Linked DNA regions of Mus musculus: region 2 is linked to region 1. The links are chromatin contacts, called in public Hi-C maps. All regions are on one chromosome and are shown on one strand. Each heading gives the region's core, a stretch centred on a gene start, on an enhancer-like site or on the middle of the called end of the contact. The rest is flanking DNA. Distances are from core to core; before and after follow the strand shown. Region 1 overlaps Bmp6 (bone morphogenetic protein 6). Region 2 has its middle 24 kb from the start of Gm40922.

Region 1 (6,619 bases), core at 2,996-5,495:
AAAGGTCGTCAGCCTGATAATGAGGAAAGGCGATAGGACCTGGAATAGGCAGAGCATGGCGGGAAGTGGTTGAGCACATGGTCTTCAGGAAGACTAGGTGATTCTTGTGGGATCTGCTAGTCCTATTGAGAGGAAGTTATAATACAATAAGGCTGTCTTTTTTTTTTTTCCGTGTTCTGTGTTCTTTCCCTACCAGGTGATCATTCACTGTCCTACAAGTTCCTATGATGGTTATGGTACTCAGCCTGGAAGGCCCTCACTATATATCAAGTCAATGAGACCACCCAGCCCTTGACTCTGACTCTAAAACTTGAGATAGTTAAACTTCTATTATGTAGAACGAACCTGGCATCAGTCATTTAGTCATAGTGTCACAAAACGGACTGTTACACGGCATATATCAAAGTGGGAAGAGACGAGAGAGTAGAAAATGTGAAAACCTAGTCCAGTGGATTTTCCTGGCGGGAAAAAATGATAACCAAGAAGAGACATATACTTGCCACTTATGTTCTGAAGCCATACAAACTCAGTAACTGAGATCCAACCCTATGAGGAAAAGCTAATCAGTAAGATTTCCAACCTAGAGTACAGAGTGGGAAACAGGCTGGAGAGGGGCACTTGGAAAAGAAAGAGCCAGGCTTATTTTGGTGCCCTGGGGAGGAGTCTGTAGGCATATTTGAACATGACAGTGGTCAGGGATGGGTGGATTTGTGAGGTACTCAGGGGTGGAGGAGGAATTGGAAGATACCTATTCTTCAATGGCAATGGTGGGAAACAGCCCTGGACAATACAGGTGACAGAAAATGAAGGTTTGTGTCCCATTTAATTCTGTTAGTACTACTGACATCCAAGAACCAAAATGGCTGCCAAGTGGCCACTGTCTGACAAGCACTCTCTGCCACTCCCTAGATAAAATCTCACACAGTGGAATAAGCAAAAAGACAGGGACATGGGTCTCAGGCACAGGATGCTATCTAGTCCCACAGCCCCTTTCCTTGGCAGGTGGAAGTTTGTGAAAAGCAGCCATGCTCCATGGACTTGGGGGTTGTTCAAGCTCAAAGAGCCCCAAAGAACCTTCTTTACCTTTAAAAGATAGGGGGGTCATTTGTAAAAGGCTATTTGGGGAACGTCATCTCCCACAAGATAGACAATGAAGACTGGACCCATGTATTTTGGTCAGAACATTTTGGAACTGGCTGCTTAGGTATGAGTGGCCCATTCCTAGGAGACTCGGGCATCTGCCATCCTGTCCGCCTGCTTGTCTCTCAACACCAGCCATACAGTTTCAATCACAGAGCCATGTGAATCACGGTCTCATGGAGCTCATTTTTCCCTCCACTGTCTTCCCATCTGTACCTGGTCTTTTATAAGTAGTCAAATAAGACAGTTGTTTATCTTTCACAACACTTTAAGAAGTTTTCTCTCCACATGCCCAATGAGAGTCATCTCCCAGTTGGGATTCACAAGGGGGGTGGTTCAATGTCGTTCAAGAGCAGACATGAGTGTGGGTGGTTTATGAGGGTTGACTTAAGTTCCCAGAAGTTCAGGGTCCTGGCTTGGGGCTCAAATAATGACATCCCTAAGAAAAGGTCAGGCGCAGAGACTTTGAAGTTCTGTCCTTGTGTCTTTCACCTCACATTCTCTCCCCAAGGTGGATCAGAACAAACCTCTTCCACAAGCCAGCTGTGAAGTCCAAAACACCTATTATTGGAAATTTCCCATTGTCTTTCTGTGTAACAAGTGCTGTAGAGATATTCTCTATCAACCGTGTTAGATTACAGGACAGACAGGGAGATGCAGAACAGGATGGACAAGTCTCAGCTCTAGAAAGCTTCCATGGTTCAAGCCTTCAGACCTAACGTACAATGGTGAAAACGGTTAATAACATGGACCACACACTTGAAATCTGCTAAGCAGGTAGACTGTAATCTAACTCATCTCACCCAAAAAGATGAAGCTCACATGGTGGGTACATTACTTGACTAGATAAAGCACAAGTGATGGCCGACTATGGTAAATATTTCAGGTAACATTTCGTTCTAAATACGTCAAATCAAGCTGGATGCTATAAACATATACCACTAATCATCAGACATATACCACACATCCACGGGGGAGAGCTATGAGTGCTAAATACAAGAAGTCACTAAGAACACATTCCAAAGGACATACATGTCATCTGAAGACAAACAGAGGTGAGGCTAAGCCATGGCAAGGATTGGCTGGGAACCAATACCACAAGGTCTCACTGTCTCTCCCTTGCCACATACACATGGTAGAATTCAATACAGAATTTTATATGTGTTGTTGGTTGGGATATATGCCAATAAGGTTGGAATATATGTTAATATGGTTGGACATATGTCAACAAGGTTGATCATCTATGTTAATGTTTATTTAAATTAGAAAACAAAGAACCATTCCTGACTGCCCCTGCCCCCATAATTTGCAATGGATATTTTCCCGAGTAGGAAGGTGAAAACTTCCAAACTTTAATGTGTTGCTGAATGTTTGAGTATACTCAAACATAAACACAGTGTCAGGACTCTTGGGATGTCACATGCAACTTAGAAACTATTCAAGTTTTTGTGTGTGTGTGTTTTTTTTTTATCTTTACTTGATGGTTTAAAAACATTAAAGAGTTTATGGTTGTTCAATGAACACACTGGGAGTAGCTAATGTTTTCTCAGTTTTGTATGAATACACAATCACACATACACACACACACACACACACACACACACAAACACACACGTTCCACCTTTGACATGGCTGTTACTTACTATCTATCTAAAGTCCATCTCTGGAAGCTGATCTATGATCCATGTATCTTAAATGTCACTCAAAGACCTTCGAGGTCTCCATGGCAGCACTGGTAGGTGAATTCTTTAAAAGGAAGGGACTAGTAGGAAGTCTTCAAGTCAGTGGCATGTGCCCTCAAAGAGAATTAAGGGACTCCATCTCTGTCCCCATCCTCACTTACATGTCTGAGCTATGAAGTGAATGGTTTTGTTCCCCAGGTCCCCATCCCAATGGATGGTGATGCCACAGACCCAGCATAATAGAGCTGATTAACCAAGGACTAAAACATCCAAACCTTTGAGCCAACGTGCATATCTTTATATTTTGTTTTATCTTGAGTGTTCATTATGGTGAAGGGGAGCTAATCCAAATAGACTACCTCAGGTGATTGGTTTTTGGTTGACCTATGGCCCTAATTTGAGGTCTATTGTTAGCTTCTACCAAGCTGTCACACAAGAATACCAGAGGGATGAAACTTACATGATTAAGCCTTCATTTTACTCCAGTCATTCAAGAAATAAATTCCAGAGTTATGCAAAGACTGCCCATACTAGGAGGCTGGACCATCCTTGAAATTAAACACCAGTCATACCCATTTATTGCATGTGATCTAAAGCTATATATTTAAAACTATGTCAGGCTGGGCCCACTTCATCAAAAAAAAAAAAAAAAAAAAAAAAAAGGCTTGATTTTAACTACTTTTTTTTGAGATGGAGTCTCATTGCATTGCCTTGGCTAATCTGGTACTCAAAATCCTCCTGCCTCAGCCTCTCTAGTACCCAGATAGACATAGGCATACACCACCACACAGGGAAAAACATCCCTGCTTTTTTTCTGTTTTTATCTAAAAGCAGAGTGCAGTGGTACACATCTGTATTCCTTGTATTGTAAGGCTGGGTCAGGAGGAGTGGGACTTAAGGCCAGCCGAGACTCACGTGGTGGGCTTCTATTTCAAAGACAAACAAAAAGAAACACTAACAGAATCTACCAGCCAGAAATCCAGAAGGTGTCTCAGCCTTGCCAGATATAAATGAGACCTTACTTATCGGCTTTGGAAGGAAAATGTCAAGGGCAAGTGATTGTGGGCTTCTGAGTCTTGTTTTGTTTTGTTTTGTTTTGTTTTGTTTTTCAAAAAAAAAAAATCTTACTGCTATAATGAAAGTAATAAGCATTCCATAGGAATTAAGAAATACAAATTCCAGAAGACTTATACCAGTGTCCAGGGCTTAGCAAATCGAGGCTCATTCCAGCCTAACACATACACAGATCGGCCCCCCAGTGTGACCTAGACCTCTCTAGAGAGAGCAGCTAAGGCTGACCAGGAGCCAAGGGGCACATGACTCAGAAGGCAGGGCACCTGGGTTTGCTCGCCGGAAGGCTACGAGCAGATGGAGCCCTGCTCAGAGAGAGGGACAGAATGGATTCCTTGCAGAGCTTTTTCACAGTCTGCAACAATTCATCTGTCAAAATATGTGCATGAATGGGAAAAATCCAGCATCGGAGCCAAGGACTGTGTTGCAACTGTCTAAGATTTTTGAGAGCTGGCCAAACCCGCCTTTACGGATTGTTCTCACTCTCAGGGCTTTGTGCACTTCATCCCTAAATACTTGATAGCGGCTTGAGAGGTGTAACTCCATCCCGGGGCCGCTGACTCACTGTGGTGCTTCCCCACCCCACCGCCGACCCCCGTGTCAATGTTTGCGGCACAGATGGTGAGCCTGTACTCATACAACTGGCGAAGGAGACATGCAGATACATTTCCCTCCCTTTCTAAGAGTTGACAGGCTGCCTCGGTGCATCTCTCCCTCCCTGGTTGGACTTCTTTTTTTATTGCCTCTCACCACCCCTGACCCTTGAGCAGAGGATTAGCGGGGGGGGGGGGGGGGGGGAGGACAAGTAGAGACTGCATTTAAACTAGCCATTTAGCACCATGGGGGCAGCTCTGGGGAAAATGATCGTAGCTAAGGATGTGAAAACCATTAACAAGATTTAAGGATTATCTGTGGGTCTCAATTCCTCCTCCTGTCCATATCTCTTAAAGGTCAGGGACAGCTAGTTGTTGGCAAAGACTAAAGGGAATGCCAAAGCAGGGTACCTTTAAGAAACTACTTCCTTCAAACTCAGGACCAAAAATCTACAAAGGGGGCTTTCCTACATGATGCTCTGATGAGCTGGCTGTCAATCATGAGTGCAGCACCCTGTAATCTCCACTTTCTACACTCTCATGAAACAGCAGGAAGGGGCTACTCATCGCTGGGGGCTGCTCTGTTCTAGGGCAGTTGAGGCTGCAGTTTTGACACACATCCACTGAATGTCTAGCTTTCCAAACAGCAACCTGCTAAATCGAGTGGCCCTAGCAACAGGTGCTGGCAAGAGTGTAACCGTGACAGGGAACCTGAAGGCTTCTGCAAAGCACTTCGCCAAGGATGCGAGCTGAATGGTTTCCGGAAGGATTTTATTGGGGGCAAAAAAGAAAAAAAAAAGGAAAAAGAAATAAATAAAAGAAAAACAGACTAAAGAAGGGAAAAACAGCTGTTTGGAAATAAACTATAAACCATCTGTAGCACACAACAAGAATTCTCTGAGTGTGACCATGAAGATTTATAGGGGCATCATACTTCAGAGACGAGACCCCAGCCTACACAAGCTACCTCAGGCAATATACTGTCCCAGGTGTTCCTAACAGCGTACAGGAGAGGTGAGTCTCGCAATGCTCTCTGGGGGACAACACAGAGATTTCCAGAATGCCATTGAGCAGTGTCCCCACGACAGCTGGCCACAGAGAGGAAGAGGGAGAATAAGCTAGAGCTCCTTTCTCATGGTACATGTAGTCTGGAGACCAAATCCATCTGCTGGAATCCAGACTTCTGCCTTGAGAATTTTTTGACACTCTTTGTGGGGGAGAGGGGGGAAACAGTTAATCAAAGAGCAAACACACATTCTTCAAGTTGCTTTAGCATCTTGTGCATTATTACAATAGAAATCAAAGTTGTTTGTTGTTCGTTTTTTTCAATCAAGGTTTGAGGATCTAAGTTAGCTCAATGTATTTCTCAGTAACTAAGTTACTAAAAACTTGTAGCGTGGCTGTTACTTATTCTCCAAGGAGGTTCCAAGTTGCTAAAAGGGTCCTCAAGAACATATTTCTTCACATTCTCTTGATCTCTGTGTGTGGAGATTTGCTTAACAGCTGTTTTATGTACAAGTGGTTTTTTCCCCCCACCCCCAGCCATCTCCTCCCCCTCCACAAGGAGACTTTTTTTTTTGGAAAGGCAAAAGACATAACTGAAAGCTAAAGTTCTCCTCCCAGTGCTGCCAGCAGCAGACACAGTAGGTCACAGGAAGACAGCTAAGGAAAATCATCCTGCCCCTGGCCTCAATCACTTAAGAGGGAACTGGAGTTGAAAGCAAAAGAAAACGTTACACGTAAAGTCAGCATGGCCTTCTCCCCAGTCCACCCCAAGCAGAATAAAAGGCAAGTGTTGTATGGTAAGACAACTGATTTTAGTCAGTGCCTGGCAATTCGAATCCCACACACCCAGCACTTCTTTTCTCATTCACCATGATGGCAAATAGCAAAGATGCCAGTTATGGTAGAGGAGAGGAGAAATCAGGAAATGAGCCATCACAATCCGTGAATGAAGGAAGTTCAGGCACTTCAGCAACGTGCCTGCGTTGCCGCCATCACTTCTGAAGTAGATGCTGTACCCTCGCTTCTTCCAGCAGCACCAATGGGAAAACCACAAGTGCCTGTCACTATGTCATAGTTTTTGAGAAAGGATCACTCAAGGGGAGGAAAAAAAAAAAACCTAGCTGGCAC
Region 2 (7,020 bases), core at 1,275-3,774, 170 kb before region 1:
TATGAAAGATATGCTACGAAAACAAAGGCTATATGCAGCAATGCCTTGGGCTTGTACGGCAAGGGATGTAGAAACTGTAAACTCAAACAGGGCTGCATCTCAGTGGTAGAGCACTGTGTTCTAGCCCCAGCACTGTAAAAAACAAAACCCTTTAGACTCATCGCATTGGCTTGAGTACTTTTAAGGAAGACCTGGGACCCATAGAAGACTATAGCTTCACAGAAAAGAGAAGAACACATCCATTTCCCAGACATCTGCACTCCTGCCACATTCATTAGTTGCAAATGACATCATCTTGCCCTGGCCACATCGTCTTGTCCTATTTCTCACCAGTGCACTGGCTGACAGGTGCAATGGGCACTGCCTGCTCTTACCGTTACTGTGGCCAGACACATTATATTAAAGAAGCCACACCCTCTGGTTGCTGCTCAAAGGTGGCAGGGATGCGTCAGCTTCAAGTCTCCATCCATCTGCCTTCCTCCCTGGTCATCTTATAGTGATCCCCCAGTTCCCTCCCTGGCTCGCCTTGTTCAGCCTCACTGTTCAAGCCTTAGCTACTTGTGTGTGTGTGGGGGGGGGGGTCCTGGAATCTCACCTCCTGTAGCCCCACTTCTTGCTACTTAAAACACACCTGAGACCCCAGTTAATGGAGAGATACCCCCACCTCAAAATCAACATGCTATGGAGGAGAGAACTTGGTATCCTAGGGTTTGTAGAAATGTCCTTAAAATCTGTGTGTGTGTGACCCTGGACAAGTTAGCCCACCTTCCTGGGGCTCTGTTTCTCCCCTGTGAACTGTCAGGACATGAATCGCTTTGTTGTTAGTTTTTGTTTGTTTTACATTTATTTATTTATTTATTTATTTATTTATTTATTCATTCATTCATTCATTCATTCATTCATTCATTTACATTGGATCCCAAGTATCCCAGGCTGGCTTCAAATGTGCCTTACTGCTGAGGATAACTTTAAACAATGGATGTTGTTCTCAGTGCTGGGATTACAGGCAAGTGTCACCATGACTGGCTCACTGGATCCTCCCTTTCCCTCTTCCTCTCCTCCTCCCTCACCCTCTTTCCCTCCTTTTTGTCCTTCTCCTCCTCCCCCCCCCCTTAGTATACAGTCTAGCCTGCCCTGGAGCCCACCATGTACCCAAAATGTCCTTCAGTTTGCAATCTTCTCACCCTTGACCTCCCTAGTGCTAGCACTAGGTGTGTGCCAGGACACCCAGCTGATCCGCAGCTGTTCTTTTCTTTTTTTTTTTTTTAATATCAAATACCATTTATTTTATTTTATCTGATAACTTTTGAAGTCACTTTTTAATTACATAGAGTAGTATTGAAGCTTTCTGCACGGAACCAACTAATATTCAGTTTGCATATTTCAGCTAAATTTAATGAATTTTTACACCGCAGCTGTTCTGAGGAGTGTTTGTTGAAACCAAATGAAATGAAAGTACAGGAGGTCAGGGGCCCCACAGTGCAGCTGTGCTGTTGGTACAGCTCGAGAAGAGAGAACCATTTGCCACCCAAATGAAGGTGCTTTTCTGAGCAAGGAAGACAATGTTACCAATGCAAGTATTGGGTTAGAACCGGTTTCCTAGAGGAATCAGAGATATAGTCATAACCTATAACTCTCACTACAGGATTAATGTGAGCTATCCCAAGTCACCGCAGATAGCACTACTCTATCTTAGGTGGTTTTGTAAAGTTGGTTGCTCTTGTTGACTTAAGATCTCTGGGTGGGAAGATGGCTGTAGTCAGCTCCCTCACTCTGCAGTACTCCCTGAATCCTGAAGGTGGCATTGCATCTTTAACGGTTGAGTTTGAATCTCATGCGGACCCTCAGTTCCTGCTACATTGTTGAGAACTGGCCTTTGACCCACCCCGGGGCGCTTATCCTGATACTTGGTATAGGAGCTGCTTAGCAAAGATGTTGCAGAACTGGTCCAGAGGACAGGGTGCAACATCACAATAGTGTCTGCAGGGGGCATGCACAGAGCAGATATCTCCATGTAGGTGTGTCTGCCTCTAGCCGCAGCCGCCCATGGGGAGGGGTTCCACTCTGTTGCTGTCCTTTCAGGAGCATGCTGGCAGTTTGCCCTTCCAAGAGGCCATAGTCTGGAGGTTCCCTGATGGGTTAGGGAGACAAGAAGCATCTTAGTTGACTGGGGATTTCCTAGAATATGGAGTCTTAACAAAGAAGGGAATGGCCAAGACAGACGTTTGCAACGAACAAAAACAGTACCCTCGGCACCAAAAATACTTTCCGAGCGATGTCAGCCAAACATAAACATTACCTCCGATCCCCACTGATAAAGCGCTCACTTCCCTGCTTCTTCCATAGGAAGGCTGTGGAGTGAGATAAAGCCGGGCAGCAGTACCAAGGACAAACATCTCAGCATCCAATAAACTTGAGAATGTTTCTCTTTTTGTTTGCAAGGCTGGTTGCTATTTCCTGCGCGCCCCATGTTTATGGACGCGCCGGCTCCTCCGGTGTCCAGCAGCCGTTTCCACACTGCAGTGATGGGCTTTGCACCTCGGCCAAGTGGAGTCAGCGTAAGAGATAACAGCAAGCGACAACAATGGCCTTCCTCAGACCCTCGCCAAGAAAGCCCCTGGCACCATGGCCTGAGAATCCCTTATCGGCTTATGCCCTGGAAGGCTCCAAGGTTCTGGAAGCAAAGCGGTGGCTTGCCAGACAGTGATAACAGGCGGGTGCCACCAAGAGCCAGACGACCGTCGGCCACTGGACATCAAGGCCCCCACCTGGCAGACAGGGAAAAGGAAGGGAGATAGAGTAGCCAATTCGCACAGAGTTTTCTAGTTGCTGCTGGGGTCACACTGTCAACACAGTTAGATGCCCCGGTGCTAGCCAGAAGGACTACATTTATTTCTGGATCCTGTAAAGCACTTAATGCTTGCAGTTAATCTTGAGGAGACAATGTGTTGCTCTCTGAAAAAGCACTTGAGCTGGGCTTGATGGTCCAGGCCATTAGTGTATGCACTCAGAAGGAAGAAGCAGGCACATCTCTGTGTGTGCTCCAGGCATGTCTAGTCTACATAGTGAGTTCCACGTCAGCCAAGGCTGCAGGTGGGACCCTGTCTCGGAGGAAGGGAGGGAGGGAGGGAGGGAGGGAGGGAGGGAGGGAGGGAGGGAGGGAGGAAGGGAGGGAGGGAGGAAGGGAGGAAGAAGGAAAGATCCTTTTTTTTTTATTGTTTGAGAATTTTAAGCATGCTCCAATCAGACCCACCCCCCCACCCTTCTTCTCTCCAGCTCCTTCCGGTTCTCTCCCACCTCTTTTCTCTTCCGACGTCATGTGATCTTTCCTTTTAAAGCCCACCGAGACCACTTACCGCTGCCTGTATGTGCATGGGTGTAAGAGGATCTGCTAGAGCGCGGTTACTGCTCAGGGGTTGCATCCCTGAAGAAAACTTACTCTTCTCCCTCCATCGCCATAGCTCCTCGGATGGGGGGTGGCGTACATGAACCCTTCTTGATCATCTCCGTGCTAGGAGTTCGGCCGGCTTGGTCTTGTACAGGTCTTATGCATGCAGTCCCAGCCACTGTGAGTTCATGCGGGCAATGGCTCTACCGTGTGCAGAAAATACTGTTTTGCTGAAAACCACGAAGGATTCATCTCTAAATGAGACATCTATAGCAAACCCCTCCCCTAGGGTTCAGGGATTATCATGAAAGAGGGACCAAAAAGAGCAAAAAGTAGGGGATATCTGCTTTTTATCTATTGTGAAGGTGAACTAACTGTGTAGCTCAGACTAACTGTGTGGCTGAGGCTGGCCCAGAACACTGGATCTTCCTGCATTCAACTCCAAAGTGCTGAGATTATAGGTGTGTGTGTGACCACATCCAGCAAAGTTGAAGCTTTGACTGCCATATAAACCATCCTCAGAATGACTGACATAACCTTGGGATGGATTCATAATTCAAAGACGGTTGAGAACAGCTAAGTAGAGTAGTTCAACTAACATTGACTACTGGCAAAATTCACTGTCTGTTGGGTATGTGGATCTCGAATGTTCTCCAAAAGGCCATGTTCTTGGTCCCTAGAGAGGTGCTATTGGAAGATAATGGAGCCTTTAAGAGGTGAAGGCTGCTGGGATGGGTTTAGCTTTGTGTTTGGGGGTGGGGGGAGGTTATTAACTTGACAGTGAATACGGGAACTTAGTCTCTCCTCTCTCTCTCTCTCTCTCCCTCTCTCCTCTCTCTCTCCCCCTCTCTCTCCGTTTTCCTCTGCTGTGTCATACTAGAACCCTAAAAGCAACAGGTCCACCTAATCGTAGTCAGAAATATGCAGAACTGAGAGCCAAAGCAAACATCTGTCTATAATGATCAGACATAGATCATCCCAGATATCATGGTTCAGGCATTGCTACAGAGCTGGAACAAGGGCAAATGGAATACATTGGTTGCAGGCATCTTCAACCCAAACCATTAAATACACCAGTAGCATCCTCTTTGATGGTGTTATTTATCACTAGACTCTGATAGAATTCCCGCTCCTGGTCTCAACGCTTCACGGATTAATAACTGAGTTTGCGATAAAGGACTGAGGTTAACACTAAGGACACAGTGTGTTCTACCCTGGACTGACACTTTGTCATAGGCAGCTCCTGGTCTATAGTTTCATCTCTAGGAGAATTCATTAGGCCTCTGCAAGAGTTACCGACTGACTACCTGACCAAGGGCAGAGTGCTCCTCGCTGTGATTTTACAGCACTCCTTGTGCTTGCTATGTGGACAGGTTGGTTTTTGTAAGTTAGTTACTTCAGTCCCCCAAAGAGAAAGATCTCTGCTAGGATTCCTACATTTGTTTTCAGCTTTTACAAATTAAGGAGAGGCCCCATGGCTCAGGCTGGGGCAAGCGCCGCATGATTTGACAGTAGCACTTTTGTCTTTGGTCTCTTGGTTGAATCCCAATGGTGATGAAGTGTCAGTATTCTTGAGCTGGGCTCTTACACCGGGCAGCTGATTAACTTGCATGTAGACAACCCGTGAACCCCCAAGCTCAGGAAGACATGAGCCAGGCTTCCTTGTGATGGAGGGAGTGTCAGTTACAGAGCCTAGGATGTAGTCATGAATCTTAATTTTGTAGACACCCCTCCTTTGGGCTGGACTTCTGGAGGAGAGGGGGAAAGTGATGTGGTCATTTAGGGGACAATGAGGACACACCCATAACCCTGTCGCACAGGAACAGGTGGGGTGTCCCTCCTATGAATCCCATGCCTTGTGGGCACTCTGTATTTCTCTTCTAGCTCCCCACCCAACTTCCTTTCATCTAAAATCTATCTGGTATTTAAGTAAATTAGTGTATGTATGTATGTATATATGTATCTGCATGTGTATGTGTGTATGCATGTATATATACATGTGTCTGCATGTGTATATATGAATGTATGTATGTGTGTATGTATGTGTCTGCATGTGTATGTGTGTATGCATTTATATATGCATGTGTCTGCATGTGTATGTATGTATGAATGTATGCATGTGTCTGCATGTGTATGTATGTATGTATGTATGAATGTATGTATGTATGTATGTATGTATATGTATGGTAGGGCAAGTACCACGGCATGTATGCGGAGGTCAGAGAATAACTCATAGGTATCAATTCTCTCCTGTCATCATCTGGATGTTGGAATTGAACTTGGTCATCAGGCTTGGCAGCCCCCCACCCTCTGAGTCATCTTGGAGCCCTGTCTCTGGTCATGAGACTCTTTGATAGGATCCCAGATTCTGTCCCTTATTTCTGTGTCCATCTATGCCTTGGTGACTGTCCTATTTTTGCATTCTCCCTATAGTAGCACGAAGCACAGTGGAGGGATAAATCTGTGTGCGCCACGAAGCCCTGCAGTTTCTGTGACTCTGTGAGACAAAGCTGCTTTCTGCTGGTATATAATGTTTTGTGGTGCAGTTAATGAACAATTCTTTTCTAAGATTCAGTTAGTATAGAAAAAAAAAGAAGATTCAAGATGCATTTTATTTTCATGTTACTTTCCCTAAAATGGGCCGACATAGTGGATGCCCATGTCACTGACACTGCACATCCACAGATGAAACCATCCGCAACATGAAAATACTCAAAAAAGAAGTGTCTGTGCTGAACATGGACGGGACTTCTTCTTGCCACAGGTCCTTAACCAATAAAGCATGAGAAGTATTTCAAAGCAGTTATGATGCACAGACTATCAGTCCCCTGGAGATTGTTTGGAGCATACATCAAGATGTGTACAAACGGGCTGGTGAGATGGCTCAGTGGGTAAGATGGCTCAGTGGGCTGCTCTTCCGAAGGTCCGAAGTTCAAATCCCAGCAACCACATGGTGGCTCACAACCACCCGTAATGAGATCTGATGCCCTCTTCTGGAGTGTCTGAAGACAGCTACAGTGTACTTACATATAATAAATAAAAATAAATAAATAAATAAATAAATAAATAAATAAATAAATCTAAAAAAAAAAGATGTGTACAAACGCTATGCAAATTCTATGCCGTTGTATGCAGGGCCTTGAGCACCCATGGACTGCGGGTGTTATGGGGGTCTTGGAAGATCCCACACGGCAGCAAAAGAGCTCTACATCCTTCATAACAAAGAATGGAATTGAGGAGGAGCAAGGAGCAAGGGTGGCCCAGGGTGAGGTCTGAGAGTGGCATGGACTCTGGTATCTCACCCCCTAGCCCCCACTTTGCTCACCAGCCAGGAAGCTGCTGGTGACCAGAGGTGGTATTGTTTTGTTTTGTTTTGTTTTGTTTTGTTTTGTTTTCAGTGCATTTTTCAGTATGCTGATAGGGTTGATTAAACTATTGGTCACATAACTGAACTCAATCTACAGCCCTGAACTTTTCCAGTCATGGATACCACTAGAGACTTGTTTCCTATTCTTATCTGCATGCTGTTAGAGAGATGTCCCAGGACCACCTCATTAATGAAGGCTCAATGCCCCAGCATAGGGGCATGCCAGGAGGGGGGCATAAAATATCCAGTTAAAAACAAAGCAAAA

The links. A called contact is a pair of places that touch in the nucleus more often than the background predicts.
Region 2: a contact with region 1 is called in a Hi-C map of Sertoli cells, with 2.6 times the contacts expected there. The contact joins two enhancer-like sites. A contact is called at or near these places in 1 of 484 Hi-C or Micro-C datasets (Sertoli cells) and 2 of 9 other capture datasets (adipose tissue and liver).

The regions. Positions count from the first base shown.
Region 1 is chr13:38,408,292-38,414,910 of GRCm38.p6, reverse strand. The region is part of intron 1 of Bmp6 (bone morphogenetic protein 6); the gene reads right to left. Among named protein-coding and RNA genes, the nearest start is that of 4930579J19Rik, 50 kb to the left of the region's middle. Within about 2 kb of position 4,245, at least 91 of the 459 cell types and tissues checked have an H3K27ac peak or open chromatin away from gene starts, as enhancers often do. A contact at or near this core is called in Sertoli cells and adipose tissue, where this site is marked.
Region 2 is chr13:38,575,740-38,582,759 of GRCm38.p6, reverse strand. No RefSeq gene overlaps it. Among named protein-coding and RNA genes, the nearest start is that of Gm40922, 24 kb to the right of the region's middle. Within about 2 kb of position 2,524, at least 54 of the 459 cell types and tissues checked have an H3K27ac peak or open chromatin away from gene starts, as enhancers often do. A contact at or near this core is called in Sertoli cells and adipose tissue, where this site is marked.